Regions from separate parts of the Mus musculus genome. Here regions 1, 2, 3 and 5 are each linked to region 4. The links are chromatin contacts, called in public Hi-C and HiChIP or PLAC-seq maps. All regions are on one chromosome and are shown on one strand. Each heading gives the region's core, a stretch centred on a gene start, on an enhancer-like site or on the middle of the called end of the contact. The rest is flanking DNA. Distances are from core to core; before and after follow the strand shown. Region 1 overlaps Babam2 (BRISC and BRCA1 A complex member 2). Region 2 overlaps Babam2 (BRISC and BRCA1 A complex member 2). Region 3 overlaps Babam2 (BRISC and BRCA1 A complex member 2). Region 4 has its middle 7.4 kb from the start of Gm36732. Region 5 overlaps Babam2 (BRISC and BRCA1 A complex member 2).

Region 1 (2,836 bases), core at 55-2,554, 480 kb after region 4:
TCAAGAGACTAAAACAGCACGGTTTGTGTGAGTCTGGAACCAACCTGGGCTACATAATGAAATTCTCTCAACATTCCCACAAGAAGGCAATCAGGCAGGAAGGCAGGAGACGAAATGAAAGAAGTAACTAGAACTCATCCTGAGGATGCAATCCAAGGCATACACATCCCACACATCCCAGTGGAAACCCTCAGCATCATTTTTTTATTGTTATCTGAAGCTTTAATATAATATTTTTTCGTTCTTTGAGAATTTTATAAAATGTTCTTTTGATCATATTCACTTCCTGCTCTTCTCCCTATCCCCTCAACCCCTTGACCCTACTCCCAACTTCCCGTCATCTTCATTTAAGTCCACTGAGTATAAATTGTGCCATCCATATAGTCACAGGTATGAAGCCATCCACTGAAGCATGGTTGGCTCACCAAGGGCCACATCCTTAAAGGAAACTGACTATCTCACACCCAGAAGCCACCATGTCAATAGTTCCTTAGTTAGAAAAGAAAGGCTCAAGAGCTGTTTCCTCTCCACGCTAGAATATTCGTCGGCTTAATGTCTTGCTGATCTTATACAAGTAACCACAGCTATTGTAAGTTCCTAAGCACAGAGGCCCTCCCATGTCCAGACAATACTGTTTTGCTCTGGCCCTCCCTGACTTCTGGCTCTAATCACCTTTCTCCTTTTAGAGGGAGGGAAACACAGATATTCCGTTTGTGACTGAGTCCTCCACTAACACTCTCTGCACTTTGACCAGTGTTGAGTTTCGATGTTAACCACCACGTGCTGCAAAGACGCCTCTCTGCTGGATCCTGAGAGCTGTACTCTATTATCTATAGAGGTAGAGGTGAGAGCAGTAAATACCACGTCCACTTAGGAGAACAGCACTAATGGGCTCACCCCTGGGGAAGGTGAACCCCCCACCAGACCCAGGTCCTTGGCAAGATTACAGTACCAGGCATGCACTTCCTCTCATGCTCATGGAGAGGGCCTTAACCCCATCAGAAAGTGCAGCCCCAGAATAACCAAGCCACTACTGTACCCACAGGCATATCCTGCCACTCCAGGCATCACTGCAGCTCAGTGTTCAAGGCTTAGGCTGCTGCTGATTTTCCCCCAGCAGCCTACACAGAACCTTCTAGTACCATGAAAGCTAAGCCAGCAGGAAGGAAGCTTCGTGGTCAGTACAAACTTTATTTCTCCATGTCCAGTAATCAATGTGTGTGGTGCCTTCAGCAATAACCCAACACTATTAAAGTCTATGGATACTGGGGGTTTTTTCCTACAGAAGTTCAGTTTACAAAGTAGAGACTGTAAGAAACTAACCATGACCAAGAATGAGATGGAACAACTGTAACTATACACAATCATAAAAGCCATGTGAACAAGGCTGCTTTCTATTTAGAGTTTCAAGAAATACTAGTATTTTTGGATCGTGGGTGGCTGCAAATAACTGAAACTACAGAAAGCGAAACTTCAGATAAGGAAAGACTACTATGTAAAGATTACACTATAGCCATCAAAGCATTCCTATTACAAAGACAGCATTATTCACAGCAGCTTATACCATTGTCCTTACTGCTAGATCTAGCCCTGCTTGAGTTAACCAATAACTTGGCATGAGCTAATCATATACCCTACCTCCATAATCATAACAATATAATCACTAACTCTCCATTAAAAGGTTTTTACTCTGGAGGAAGCAGGTGCACTGAGGAATGGAAGGGAAGGCAGTACTAGGAAAGGCCCAATTTCAATACAGTTTCTTCTAGGTGTGTGTGTGTGTGTGTGTGTGTGTGTGTGTGTGTGTGTGTATTCAAGTAGGTTAATGCATGAGTGGGTGTGCATGTTCCCGTTCATGTGCCCACATGCACACATGAAGGCCAGAGGTCAATGTCACAGGTCTTCCTCTGTGACTCTCTACCTTGTTTTTTTGAGACAGGGTCTCTTGCAGAACCTGAAGCTCAACAATTTGGCTAGGCTGACTTGTCAATAAGTTCCAGAGATCTGCCTATCTCTGCTCCCCAAATGCCTGCCTGCTAGCTCTGGGGTTACAGATGTGTGCTCCCACTCCTGGATTTTATGTGTGTGCTAGGGAATCCACACTTGCATTTCATGATTTGTGTGGCAAGCACTTTACCAAGTAAGCCATTTCCCCAGACCCTTTTCTAACCTTTAAAGAAAAAATTACAGGTGAAGGAGGCTAGAGAAGAGAGTTCAACTTCACAAAAGTCAACTTAACAAAGTGAAGAATATATACTAAGTACCTTGGATTTCAACAAGGTAAGAATTTTGTGCATCAAATGATATTATCAATATTGTAAAATAGTGTCCCAAGTTACCTTTCTACAGACCATATTATACAAAATTATATGGTGAGTCGGTAAAACTAAGCACAGAATTGCTGTACAATCCAGCAAGTCCTAGAAAACAAGCTTAGAGAGTTGGACATCTTTACCAACAGCATCACTGTTCACAGCAGCCAAGAAATGCGTACAATAGACATCACTGGAAAAAGTACACAATATGATATATACACGTGAAGTTGCAGAAACACACCACAGAAAGAGAGAGAGAGAGAGAAATACTACTCAACATTAAAATGGAAAAAATTTCTGACACATACTACAATATGGATTAACCTTGAATATACCATGCAAAGTGAAATAAGCTATTCACAAAAAGATAAATAACTCTATGACTCTACTTACTTACTACCTAAAATAGTTAAACTCATAGAGACAAAGTAAATGCCATTTGTCACTGGTTGAGTGAAGGGAAGACCAGGGAGTTACTTTCTCATGGGTACTTGAGTTTGCAAACCTTAAAAAGGGCTGGC
Region 2 (2,831 bases), core at 197-2,696, 350 kb after region 4:
ACTAAAGCTGATAGGAGCCTAACTCACCCTACAGAAAAGAGAGAGAAAGGACACCTATTACAAAACTCTGAAAGGCTCTCAAAGACTCAAAAATAAAGCTTGATTAGGAGTGATAACCAACATACCTCTCCTACATTAACCATGAAAGACTAACCTTCACCCCGACAGGACCATTTCCCCCTCAGCATCAACCTTTCACCTTTGCTCTTCATCCATGAAGGTTGCCTTTGTTCCCCTCAGAGCAGGATGCTGTATGATAGGGAAGCCACCAAGCAAATGTGTCTGCACTTGGAATGTGACCAACTGAACAGAGAGGTGGTCAGAAATTTCAAAACTTAACTATAAATTCATATTTATACTACTACATATGCATATTATTTTATTTTTAGTATATATGTGTCTTAGGGTTTCTATTCCTGCACAAACATCATGACCAAGAAGCAGTTGGGGAGGAAAGGATTTATTCAGCTTACACTTTCCATACTGCTGCTCATCACCAAGGAAGTCAGGACTGGAACTCAAGCAGGTCAGGAAGCAGGAGCTGATGCAGAGGCCATGGAGGGATGCTCTTTACTGGCTTGCATCCTCTGGCTTGCTCAGCCTGCTCTCTTATAGAACCAAGACTACCAGCCCAGAGATGGTCCCACCCACAAGGGGTCTTTCCCCCTTGATCACTAATTGAGAAAATGCCTAACAGTTGGATCTCATGGAGGCATTTCCTCAACTGAAGCTCCTTTCTCTATGATAACTCCAGCTGTGTCAAGTTGACACAAAACTAGCCAGTACAAAGTGCTTTTATGTTTTGAAAATATATAATACATTAAGTAAACGAGCAAAACTAGTTCAGTTGTTTTCTTGCAACTTTTTTAGTGTGGCCACTAGAAATTGTTACAGTGCATTACATAGCTTGTATTTTATTCTACCCTAAGACATGGTGATGTGAGGTGATGAAAAACACTGCTATGCATAGTCCTACATTAAATTTCTTGAGCATTAAAACATCTTGGGAAAGAAAAAGATTTTTCCTTTCATACTTTAGTTTCCAAGACTCTGACTGGTCAAGTTAAGGTCACCTAGCCTCTTCTATGTATTAAGGCAACTGTGCTGATCAGCTCTACCAGAACTGTGGGAACTGGAGAGAGGAAATATCTGGGCAGACGATGCCAGCAGCAATATCTGTCTATCTGTCTGTCTGTCTGTCTGTCTTCTCCTCCATGGACTTACTTCCCCACACTGGGCATGAATTGCTATCACAGGAGGAAGGGACAGGAGACATAAGGCTGATCGATCAAACATTCACTGCCTCCCCTAACAGTGGCAGGAGTCTGACCAAAGTCCTTCTCTAAATACGACATTAAACCACATATTCCTTGAATAAATGAGATTGCTCTGAGTCATGACTCTGAATGGCAAGCACTTCAGATTTCCACACTTGAACTCTCAATCAAATGTGCCTACTCCAAGGATACTTTTGCTCAGCTAGAGCTCTAGAGCTCATGAGCCTAGCTGCTCATGGAGGTACTGATTTCAAAGAGCAACTCTCCATAGGCGCAAGCTGGCAACACTGAAACCTTCTGGTCTTCTCATCTATGATGATTAAGCATGTAACGAGTCTGGAAATATTTATATTTTGAACTGAATCCACGTAAATTACAGGCAAAAGTCTATAGCAATAGTTCTAAAACTGTTCAGAACTCACCCTTAAAAGAATTGAAAACCCCAAAGAGTTCTTGGTTAGATGTTATCTGGACTGATATATACTTATATTTTGTTTTGTTTTGGTATAGTTTTTGACTGTTTGTTTGTTTGCTTGCTTGCTTGGTTTTAGACAGGGTCTCACTAAGTAGCCCTGACTGGCCTAGAAATTACTTAGACCAGGCTGCCCTGGAAATCACAGAATCTGGCCAAGTACTGGAAAGTGCCACCATGTCCAGCTACTAATAACTAAGCTTTTGATATATACCATTTAAACTGACTTTAAAAGAAAACATATGCCTTAGGAGGGTTTATCATGTTTATTTTTTTTAAAACAATCTAAAGTTTTAAATTTAAGTTCCTTATCCTTATTATCTATATAGATATTTGATTGTTCCAGCATCATCTTATTCAAAAGATTATTTTTTTACCTCTGAACTAACCCTGCACTTTTGTCAAAAATCAGTGGTTCACACGGGTCTGATATGAATATTTTATTTTGTTCCATGGCTTTATACTGATCATCTGGATTACTACAACTTTTCATGGTAAATTGACCATTACTAAGCAATCAAATCTGAGAAATAGTGTAGTCAGGGTATTAGCACTCCAGCCAAGCATTTCAGAAGTGTCTGAAGATATCCTTGCAGACAAGGTGGAAAGGCAGTGTGTGCTGGCACTAGCTAGGAAGCCATCAAGAGCTGGCAGCACCGAAGAAGCAGCAGTGAGGAGTAGGCAGCTATCCCCTGACATGTGCGGCAAGCCTCTGTTGAGACACAGAGGCAATGACCCGAGTAGAGAAGGCAAAAGGATCTACTCATCAAATCTATTTTCTAGGATGCTAAAAGGAAAACTGAAAAACTTACCCAGAATTCAGCCCCTACCGCCAAAATACATACATAGCCAACAACAAGTAGGTGTTACATGAGCACAAGGTCAACACATAGCATAAGGATAGATAGGTAGGTAGATAGACAGATAGATAGATAGATAGATAGATAGATAGATAGATGGATGGATGGATGGATGGATGGATGGATGGATGGATGGATGGATAGATAGATTCTTAATCTGTAACAACAGATCAACAGATGACAGCATCATTACCTCTATAAAATTTACTATTTTGATTTTCA
Region 3 (2,813 bases), core at 29-2,528, 330 kb after region 4:
AAAAAAAAAAAGTGGCAATCAACAGATTCTGAATTACAGTTTGACAGGTGAAAGAAGTTCTGGTGGGCTATTATTGCACAAGAGCCTGACCATAAGTAGCAATAATTGACTTTATACTTTAAAAAGCTGGAATCAAGAATCATTTGACTTTTAAGGTTTTTATCCATAAAGAAATAGTACATGTTTAAGGAGTATATATGTTCACCCTAATATAAATAATATAGAGTATACATATATCAAAACTTTAAGTGGTACCCAATAATATGTAATTTTTGTTTTAATGTAATGGCATGATCACTTAACAGTCATTGACCATTTTCAATAAAAATAGGGGGAAACAACATGAACACACTATTATTTTTCTAGACAAGTTACAGGGACAGGTGCTATTGCAGGCACTAGAACAGCATATCAAACAAGAAGAATGGCTTTCCTCTGAAAATCAAAATTGTCATGGCATGGCAGGTGGGTTGTGCACATGTGTATAGACCCATGCATGTGCACATGCACATACGGTAAACAGGCCCTTTATTTATTCCCAAATTCCCACAACATACTGAGGTAAGAGTGGGTATGGATATCAATTTTCCAGATTTTCCAGGTTGGTTCTGAAGCTCAGAGGAATTCCTTAGGCAGAAAACACATGTTTCTTTAGCATAAGCCTTGCAACCTCAGCAGAATGTGGAAATTTCTAGAGAGCTTTAAGGTCTATAGCTTTTGAGGCCTGTCCCCAGAGACTGGAATCTATTGGTCTGGGTGTAGCAATACAGTGTTTTTCAAGTTCCTCAGAACTGAGTGCAACTAGTTGAGAGCACCTCAGGATTTCCTGGGGATTAAACTTCCATCTTGTCTCAAAAAGGCCTCCGTGCCTGGGAGAATAGGTGAGTTGGAGAAACCCAAGTCACATTAACCACACCTGCAGATGCAAAGGGGCTCACACGGAGCCCTGGGCTTAACATGGAATACACACAAGAAGTTTAAAGAGCATCATCAGAGTACCCTCTGCAGAGCTGTGATGTGTGGCCGGAGTCTTTGGGATTCTAATCCTGTAAGATCCTGAACATATGCATGAGAACCAGCTGCTGAGAAACAGTGAGCCTCTTTTTTACTTCCTGATGATTAATTACAAGCATACAGTTCTGTTTTCTGAGAATTCTCTTAAATACTTTTTTCTCAGCAATGTAGAAAATACAAATAGAAAACATCACCCGCAGTCTATGGCTTAAATATGAGTCACACTTTCTTTTCCCTTGTCTGTATGCATACACGAAATGGCCAGATTCCTTCTGCATAGTTTTTCTGCTCAGAGGTTATTTTCAGTTAATAGCATGTTGCAATGTTGTCTTCTACTAAAGATAACAGATTCACTTCAGAAAGCTTTATCTATGAGAAGCAAAACTCCACACTGAGATGCCCTAGTAGCAAGAACATTGACACGGATTCTGTGGAAGGTGATGTCAGAGGCAGCAGTGAAAGAGGGATGATGGTTGGGTTTCTTTATTAGCTTGCAGAAGGGTAAAAGGTTGCTACTGAGTTTGCAAGTCCAGAGACTTCACTCTCTCACCCCACCTCTAGCAATTCACCAAAACCTCTAGCTTGGTCTTGCTACAAGCATCCAGAAGTGTTTGCCTCGGGTGAACAAATGCTTGTTTTTCTCTGGCTCAGCATCCCTGTTCCTGGGCTGGACATTTGTTATAACCTTAGTCCCCTGATGAGTTCAGGAGGCAGCTTGTGCTCTCTCTCTCTCTCTCCCTTCCTCCCTCTCTCTTGCCCTCAACCCTCAACTCCTGTGCATATGCTTTTTATTTACATTTCAAATGTTTTCCCCTTTCCAGGTCTCCCCTCCGGAAACCCCTATCCCATCCCCCCTACCCCTGCCTTTATGAGGGTGCTCCCCCACCCACCCACTCCTGTCTTCCCACCCTGGCATTCCCCTACACTGGGGCATCGAACACCCTCAGGCCCAAGGGCTGCTCCTTCCACTGATGTCCAACAGGGCCATCTTCTGCCACATATGCGGCCTGACACAAGTCCCTCCATGTGTATTCCTTGGTTGGGTCCAGTCCACGGGAGCTCTAGGGGGTCTAGCCAGTTGATTGACACTGTTGCTCTCTCCATGGGGCTGCAAACCCACTCAGCTTCTTCAGTCTCTTCTCCAACTCCTCCATCAGGCACCCTGCACTCAGTCCAATGGTTGGCTGCAAGCATTCCACCTCTGTATTTGTCAGACTCTGGCAGAGCCTCTCAGGAGACAGCCATATCAGGCTTCCATCAGCAAGCAGTTCCTGGCTTTCAAAATAGAGTCTGGGTTTGGTGGCTGCAAATGGGATGGATCCCCAGGTGGGGCAGTCTATGGATGGCCTTTCCTTCAGTCTCTGCTCCACACTTTGATTCCATATTTCCCCCTGTGAGTATTTTGTTCACCCTTCTAAGAAGCAATGAAGTATCCACATTTTGGTCTTCCTTCTTCTTGGGCTTCATATGGTCTGTGAATTGAATCTTGGGTATTCTGAACTTTTGGGCTAATATCCACTGTGCAGCATATGCTTATCCACTCCTGTGGGTGTGTGTGTGTGTGTGTGTGTGTGTGTGTGTGTGTGTGTGTGTGTTTTAAAGATGGACCTTAACCACTGGAATGACCTACTAATGATGTTTGAGGATTTCTTAATGAACAAGGCAGCTACTTACCTGGCCTTGGTCTTTTAATAGTTAAAATCTCCATTATCAAGATATTTCCCTATTAATAAATTGGCTTAAATTGACATTAAAATTTTTTTGTGGGCTGGAGAAATGGCTTAGTGGATAAAATACTG
Region 4 (3,014 bases), core at 432-2,931:
ATTGGCCACATTGGAGTAGGTAATTATCTCTTTAAAGGCCTTTTCTCAGCTAGGCACATACCTGTAATCCCAGCACTCAGGTTGTTAGATATTTAGGGTCATCTTCACTTATATATTGAGCTTTAGTCTAGCCTGGGCTACATGAAACCCTGTCTCAAAACAAAAAAAACAAAAAACAACCCCCCCCAAAACCCAAATAAGTAAATAAATAAACCATAAATACAAAATAAATGGCCTTTCTCTAAATACTGTCATATTCAAAGGTCCTGGGGCCTTTGGTCGCAATATGTAAATCTGGAGGAATAAAGGCAATGACCCCCTGCCAAGTCTTTCTGTTTCATTAGTGTCTGCAGTTAGAATCCTGAATGAGGTCATCACAGGGCTTTCTATAGAAGAGTGGCAACGGCCACAAAGCCACCAGACCTGGGTTCCCATCTTGCTCCTTCACTTAAGTATCAAGACGATATAGCCCCAGTTCCCTCAGAAACATGAGGAAGATGACATCGGCATCACAGGCAACATAGGTGATGATCCATCCAGAAAGTTCTTTAGTGTAAGCGGCAGTGTCAAGCCCAGGACACAGAGAGTGCGCACAAGATGCAAGGTCTTTTCCTAAGCATGGTCTTCTCCTGGAGATTCTTCCCACAGGAAACTAAGGATGTTTCCTAAGACCTCTCTGGAGAGGAATCAGGTAGGAGGAAATCTAAGACGCAAAGATAAGTAAGATACCAGGTCCCCTGTCAGCTGACAGGGGACCTTAACCCCTCAAGCTGGGGGCGCTAAGACATTAGGGCACCTTGCAGACTATGGGCAGAATTACTAACCTTTATTTGACTCAGGATCTTCTGGTCCAGTGCTGTGTCCAAAGGACTCTAAGCTAGGTGTGGTGGTGGCTGCCTATAATTTCACAGTATTAGATTAAAAGCAGCAGAATTAAAAGCTCAAGGCCAGCCTTGGATGTTATAGGAGCCTGTCTGGAAAACCAGAGGACTGGGTGTGGGGATGGGGGGTGGGGAGGCCAGGGGGTGAGGGGGGGCAGAGTGACTCTATTTCAAAGGTCTGTCCTGAACTTGAAGCCCATCCACAATCACTCACTCTTGGGATTTCAAAGTATGACGGAAGAAACAGGGTCAGGTCCAGGTTGAGCCCAATTTGGAATCTCAGAGAGGAAAAGAAGCCAAAGTTGGCAGGGACTTCATGTCAGAGGAAATCTTCCTAGCCCATAGTGAGGCCGGACTGGGAAAGAAGGGCTCTGCTTTCGGATCCCAGCCTTGTATTTCCTGTTGATGGAGCACTGGGAAGCCTATAGGCCAAAGTGGGAATCAAATACTTGATAGCATGCGTTATCGTTACTAAGTCTGATCAGAGTCCACTGGCCCCTCTTCTGGCTAACACACTCCCTGGATACTGGGGGTGGGGTGAAGAGACAAGTCCTGGCAGCTTTGGATTCTGCTGTCCCTACACTGCCAGCTCGATGTGTAGCCGCCCACTTCAGAGCAGAGTCAGGGTGCATCTTTTCTTAAGAAGTGGAGCATTTCCTGTTTTGGAGGAGGAGGGATGGGGCTCTTCCTGGACCACATTGCCTCTTCAACCCCTCCACCCCCCCCCCACCACACCTCCCTCCCTGAGTTACTCACTCCTGGAAATAGGGCTGATGACATCGAGATGAGTCAGAGGCTCACGCGCGTCATGGCCCGACTGCTGGGAGGGTGAATGAGTTCAGTGCTCCCTAGACCACAGCCCTAGATGTGCACCAGGAGTCCAGGCAAGGCAACAGGCCTGGGGGCGGTGTACATGTCTGTACTTGTGTGTGTGTGTGTGTATACATGTGTGTATATGTGTGTGTGCGCGCAGTTGTGTGTGTACGTGTGTATATGTGTATGTGTGGCATGGCAGGAGGAGGCTAGCCTTTATTTAGCAATGAATTACATACAAGCCCTCATCCATTGCTCTCTCTTCCTAGCCCCTGAGTGATGCTAGCCTTTCTCAGCAACAGGTAACAACCCTAATGTCTTTCTAGGCAAGTAGGCTCAGAGGACTAACCCCTTGGAGAACTACCTGACTTCTTCTGACCAAATTACCCAGCTCTGCCCCAGCACAGTGAGGTATAGCAGCAGTCCTGAAACTGGTGGTCTAGCCTCAGCTTCTTTAGAAGGGCCCCTACCCCAGGGATTACCCTTGCAGGGATATGTATTCAGTGAGGGGGGGTGTGTTTATACTTTGAGGGATGCCCTAATTCACAGTGTCAGTCAAACACACACTTTAGGTCTGTTTTCCGTTTTCCATGTGTCGCATTTTGGAACATTTAGCGGACATAGGATCACTGCAAAGGAATGTATTAATTCAATGCATTTTGAAATGTCTCTTTAACATTCTTGGAGTTACAGTGCAAGCTGAGCATACTAATAGAGGCAAAACAACACGCAAGCTAGACTCTCCTGGCACTTGGTAAATAGGGCTGAAGTACCAGTTTCCCCATACCTAACATGGGTGTAGCCAGGGCACAAATGGTATGGAAAATAACACCAGGACCGTGAAGCAGGAGGCAGCCCCACCTCTGAGTTCTCTCTTTTACCCTCCCCAAACAGCCACTGCTCCAAACATTGCTCCTCACAGACCTTGAGGACTGCTGCTTGGACCCTTTAGGATTTCCTTCCAGTTGATCTAAACGAGAATGGAACGAAACCTCTCAGGATAGAGGGGTTAGAATTCAGAAGAATGCATTTTGATTTGGGTATGGGGCACACACCTGCGATCCTGGCACTTGGGAGGCTGAGGAGAGAGGATTATTGATTTGAAGTTGGCTTGAGCCACATAGTGAGATCCCCTCTTTCAAAATGAACTGATTGATGGCACTTTGATATCTCAGGCATGGGCTAGGACAGCAAAGAGAACGAGGATTCAACTCTCCAGGGCTCCCCTAGTGTCATGTCATTAGCTCCAGTGCAATCAGAGGGGACAGACTGTCCCCAGCTCACATTCTTCAGTGTCAGGCGGGGTTTACTAGGGATGTC
Region 5 (2,825 bases), core at 59-2,558, 440 kb after region 4:
ACTTCATATGCTACTGGACCCTGCTAAAGACAGGCTTCTCTCTCATAGAAATGAAAAGAATAGCCTGGAGTACAAAGAGCCTGTGCCACGACAGACAGCTCAGGGTGCTATGTTAAATAAAGTAACTCGCTCATGAGTTGGTATCCCCTTTATTAAACAGGTTCTTTTCTTTGGTGGACTAAGATTAAAAAAAGCAATTACTAGTCTACAGGAAGAAATCAGTTGCCAAAATCTAGCTTTCAACTCACAGAAAGCTAGATGTTCCCTTTTCTAATTCCCATCCACTATGGCAAGATACTGAGAAACGACTAAAGTGATGTTTCTCTCATCTTAAAGGGTGAAGAGGGTACTTTAACCACTTCTGTGTTCATTATAGTTTGAAAACTGTGAGGCAAATACTCAAGAAATTCACTCAGGTAAAGAGACTTAACAGATGCCAGTAACAGGAGCAGAAGTTCTGAGTGCTGAAAGAAACAGAAGAATTAAGTAGGCAACAATATGGCCTAATTAATTAGACTGAAGCTTAAAATCAAACACTCTAAGCAAAGCAAAATCCTGTTGTCCCTCTAAAGACTTCATCTGCACTGGGGAGAGGACTTCCACTCTTCACAGATGTTCTACTGCACACATCTGCATCATGGGAAAACAAGGCCAGACTTAGAGGTGACAAGAAAGATCACTTGCATTTTTGCCCTAGTCCAGCAATATGGGCAGAGTTCTTTCAAACTGCTACCTATCCAAAGCCTTTATAATTTGCCAAAGTTTGAAGTAATTTGTTCTTTCAAAGGAAGAAAGCAACAACAAGAAACAATAGTGTGTTTCCTGCCTTATGAAGAATACAACAGAGCTTCCCAACTGCACGTCCTAGAGACACATGCCAATTGCCTCACATGTACAGGAAAGCAGCTACTGATAGAGGACCAAACAGAATGGTCTACACAGGGAGGACAGAGCACAGAGCACACACGAACTGCCAGATTTCACCCCTGAGGCTGGCACATACACATTCCAGAAGGCTGGGGATCCTGGACCTTTGACAACCAAATTCCATCATCTTTCTCTGAGAGAACAGTTATCTTTCCAGAAGATGCATCAGAGAAATGCTACCCAGAGCCTTGCCAGGCCTATCTGCACTTAGTGGTCCTGGCCCTGCTTCCATTGTTCTTCCGTCTGTGTTGAGCCTCCATCTGAGACCATGCAGAACCACCTGAGCAAGAATCATGTTTGCCTGCACGCACCAACATGATCTCAGCCATGAGCCCACGATATGCCATGTGTGAGTCACAGGCAGTGATGATGGTAAAAAGAAAAACTAATATTTGGAGTTCACCAAATAATGAGTCACGCTCCTGGGAGAAAAGGAATCCTTACAGCTGGCAGCTCCTTAGTATGAAATTTTTAAATTGTTGTAACATTAATATTAATTCCATGAAAGCTGGCAAGAAGGAAATGAGTGAGAAATGCAGTATTTGGTTGCCTGGTACCATGTAAAGCCCAGTTCATGCTCCAAGAACAAGAATGAGAAGGACATCGACTGCCTACTCCTGACGTGCGTGCCTCCCACACTCACCCTGACAAGCTGCTCCATCTCCCACACAACACTTCCATACTAATTTTGACCCTCATGAGTTAAAAAGAAGTCTTGCTTTCTCGGTACCCAAATGCCAAGTGGGATCTTGTGGGCTCTCACCTTTATAAAGGGAATGTTTGAAAACAGGCCCCTTTGGCTGTGACATCAGTGAGTTGCTGAGGCCTGCAAGGGCCGGAGGAAAGATTCCCAGTCCCTCGCAGCGCTGCCGCACTCCTACGGTACAATCTGGCAATGGCCAGGGACCAAAGCTTTAAAGCTGTTTTATGGTATTTAACATATGGTCATAAATTGCTCAGTGCTCTAAAGAGGGGCTAAATTTGCCACCCCTATTGATGAGACATGTTCTTATTTATTTAAATTTAGTGGCAAACTGGCATTTCTCCAGAAGGAGAGGGTTAGGCACAAGTACAAAGAAAGAACTAATGAGAGCTGGTTTGCAGCTCTGCTATGTACTGAACACAACCACTATCAAGCAGGGGCTTACCATGAGAAAAACAATAATAGGGACAGATTCCAATGTCTAAGGCCCAAGGAGGGGGAGGAGTACAGATTTGATTCGGAATACATTTTTTATTTTTTTCAGAATACATTTAAAAACTTTTAATCATTTTCTCTTTTTCCTCCAACAAGGGCTGTCTACCCATCTCTCTGTTGCCTCTGCCTCTTTATTCTCCTCACAAATTAGAGATCCTTGGTCTTTACTTGAAATCTCTGTAATTCCCTAGAATATCCCAAATCTTGCAAGCATTTTCTGATTTTGCCATATTTTTGGCTAAGTTTTTTTTAATGGATATAATTCTCCATCTCTAAAAATATAATCCTACCAAGATATTAAGTTCCCTTCCCTCTACAAGTCAGCAATCATATAGCATTTGAGTGTGTGGAGGGTGTATGCAAATGATATTAACAGGGATGGTGTCAACAGGTAAATACCAAAGCAGCGTCACCAGTGAATTCGGTTTTATATCTATACGGTGATTATCTTGCTTAGATCTGGGATGTGAAAGGGATTTCTACAAGCTGGAGGTTCGGCAGCAGTCTGGGAACAGTCTTTTTAAAACTCTACTAAGAAAGATTAGGCTGTTTATATCACACAAAAGTCTTTCTTTATAATTTTAAAATAGAGAAGATCCATACATGGCCCAGAAAGGAAAATCTGCATATAGACAGGAATAGAGACAGCAATTATCAATGTACACAAGTTAGTATGAATGTCATATGCTAGAAACTAGGA

The links. Hi-C and Micro-C count contacts between places; a contact is called where the count stands out from the background. HiChIP or PLAC-seq counts read pairs in DNA pulled down with a chosen protein or histone mark.
Region 1: a Hi-C map of uterus shows a contact between it and region 4, with 3 times the contacts expected there. The contact joins two enhancer-like sites. A contact is called at or near these places in 2 of 39 promoter capture datasets (the C10 cell line and embryonic stem cells), 6 of 15 datasets of contacts at CTCF or cohesin (the NIH/3T3 cell line, embryonic stem cells, large pre-B cells and 2 more), 89 of 484 Hi-C or Micro-C datasets (the AML12 cell line, the BV-2 cell line, the Ba/F3 cell line and 41 more), 8 of 115 datasets of contacts at active chromatin or transcription factors (CD8 T cells, the HPC-7 cell line, Th2 cells and 5 more) and 1 of 9 other capture datasets (adipose tissue).
Region 2: an H3K27ac HiChIP or PLAC-seq map of the NIH/3T3 cell line shows a contact between it and region 4, with 3 times the contacts expected there. The contact joins two enhancer-like sites. A contact is called at or near these places in 1 of 15 datasets of contacts at CTCF or cohesin (the NIH/3T3 cell line), 1 of 484 Hi-C or Micro-C datasets (bone marrow-derived macrophages) and 5 of 115 datasets of contacts at active chromatin or transcription factors (CD8 T cells, the NIH/3T3 cell line, embryonic stem cells and 1 more).
Region 3: a Hi-C map of embryonic fibroblasts shows a contact between it and region 4, with 7 times the contacts expected there. The contact joins two enhancer-like sites. A contact is called at or near these places in 1 of 15 datasets of contacts at CTCF or cohesin (the NIH/3T3 cell line), 18 of 484 Hi-C or Micro-C datasets (3T3-L1-derived adipocytes, the C2C12 cell line, Th1 cells and 11 more) and 7 of 115 datasets of contacts at active chromatin or transcription factors (CD8 T cells, the NIH/3T3 cell line, acute myeloid leukemia and 3 more).
Region 5: a contact with region 4 is called in a FOXA1 HiChIP or PLAC-seq map of pancreatic cancer cells. The contact joins two enhancer-like sites. A contact is called at or near these places in 1 of 39 promoter capture datasets (liver), 9 of 484 Hi-C or Micro-C datasets (the C2C12 cell line, bone marrow-derived macrophages, embryonic stem cells and 4 more) and 5 of 115 datasets of contacts at active chromatin or transcription factors (the NIH/3T3 cell line, embryonic fibroblasts, embryonic stem cells and 2 more).

What each region holds. Positions count from the first base shown.
Region 1 is chr5:31,712,124-31,714,959 of GRCm38.p6, reverse strand. All of the region lies in intron 2 of Babam2 (BRISC and BRCA1 A complex member 2), which reads right to left. Among named protein-coding and RNA genes, the nearest start is that of Babam2, 15 kb to the right of the region's middle. Within about 2 kb of position 1,304, at least 70 of the 459 cell types and tissues checked have an H3K27ac peak or open chromatin away from gene starts, as enhancers often do. A contact at or near this core is called in the AML12 cell line, CD8 T cells, Th2 cells and 3 more, where this site is marked.
Region 2 is chr5:31,843,631-31,846,461 of GRCm38.p6, reverse strand. All of the region lies in intron 6 of Babam2 (BRISC and BRCA1 A complex member 2), which reads right to left. Among named protein-coding and RNA genes, the nearest start is that of Babam2, 150 kb to the right of the region's middle. Within about 2 kb of position 1,446, at least 8 of the 459 cell types and tissues checked have an H3K27ac peak or open chromatin away from gene starts, as enhancers often do. A contact at or near this core is called in the NIH/3T3 cell line, where this site is marked.
Region 3 is chr5:31,864,821-31,867,633 of GRCm38.p6, reverse strand. The region is part of intron 6 of Babam2 (BRISC and BRCA1 A complex member 2); the gene reads right to left. Among named protein-coding and RNA genes, the nearest start is that of Gm52770, 130 kb to the left of the region's middle. Within about 2 kb of position 1,278, at least 21 of the 459 cell types and tissues checked have an H3K27ac peak or open chromatin away from gene starts, as enhancers often do. A contact at or near this core is called in CD8 T cells, the NIH/3T3 cell line and embryonic fibroblasts, where this site is marked.
Region 4 is chr5:32,190,893-32,193,906 of GRCm38.p6, reverse strand. No RefSeq gene overlaps it. Among named protein-coding and RNA genes, the nearest start is that of Gm36732, 7.4 kb to the right of the region's middle. Within about 2 kb of position 1,681, at least 142 of the 459 cell types and tissues checked have an H3K27ac peak or open chromatin away from gene starts, as enhancers often do. A contact at or near this core is called in the AML12 cell line, the C2C12 cell line, CD8 T cells and 9 more, where this site is marked.
Region 5 is chr5:31,749,639-31,752,463 of GRCm38.p6, reverse strand. The region is part of intron 3 of Babam2 (BRISC and BRCA1 A complex member 2); the gene reads right to left. Among named protein-coding and RNA genes, the nearest start is that of Babam2, 53 kb to the right of the region's middle. Within about 2 kb of position 1,308, at least 64 of the 459 cell types and tissues checked have an H3K27ac peak or open chromatin away from gene starts, as enhancers often do. A contact at or near this core is called in the C2C12 cell line, the NIH/3T3 cell line, embryonic fibroblasts and 3 more, where this site is marked.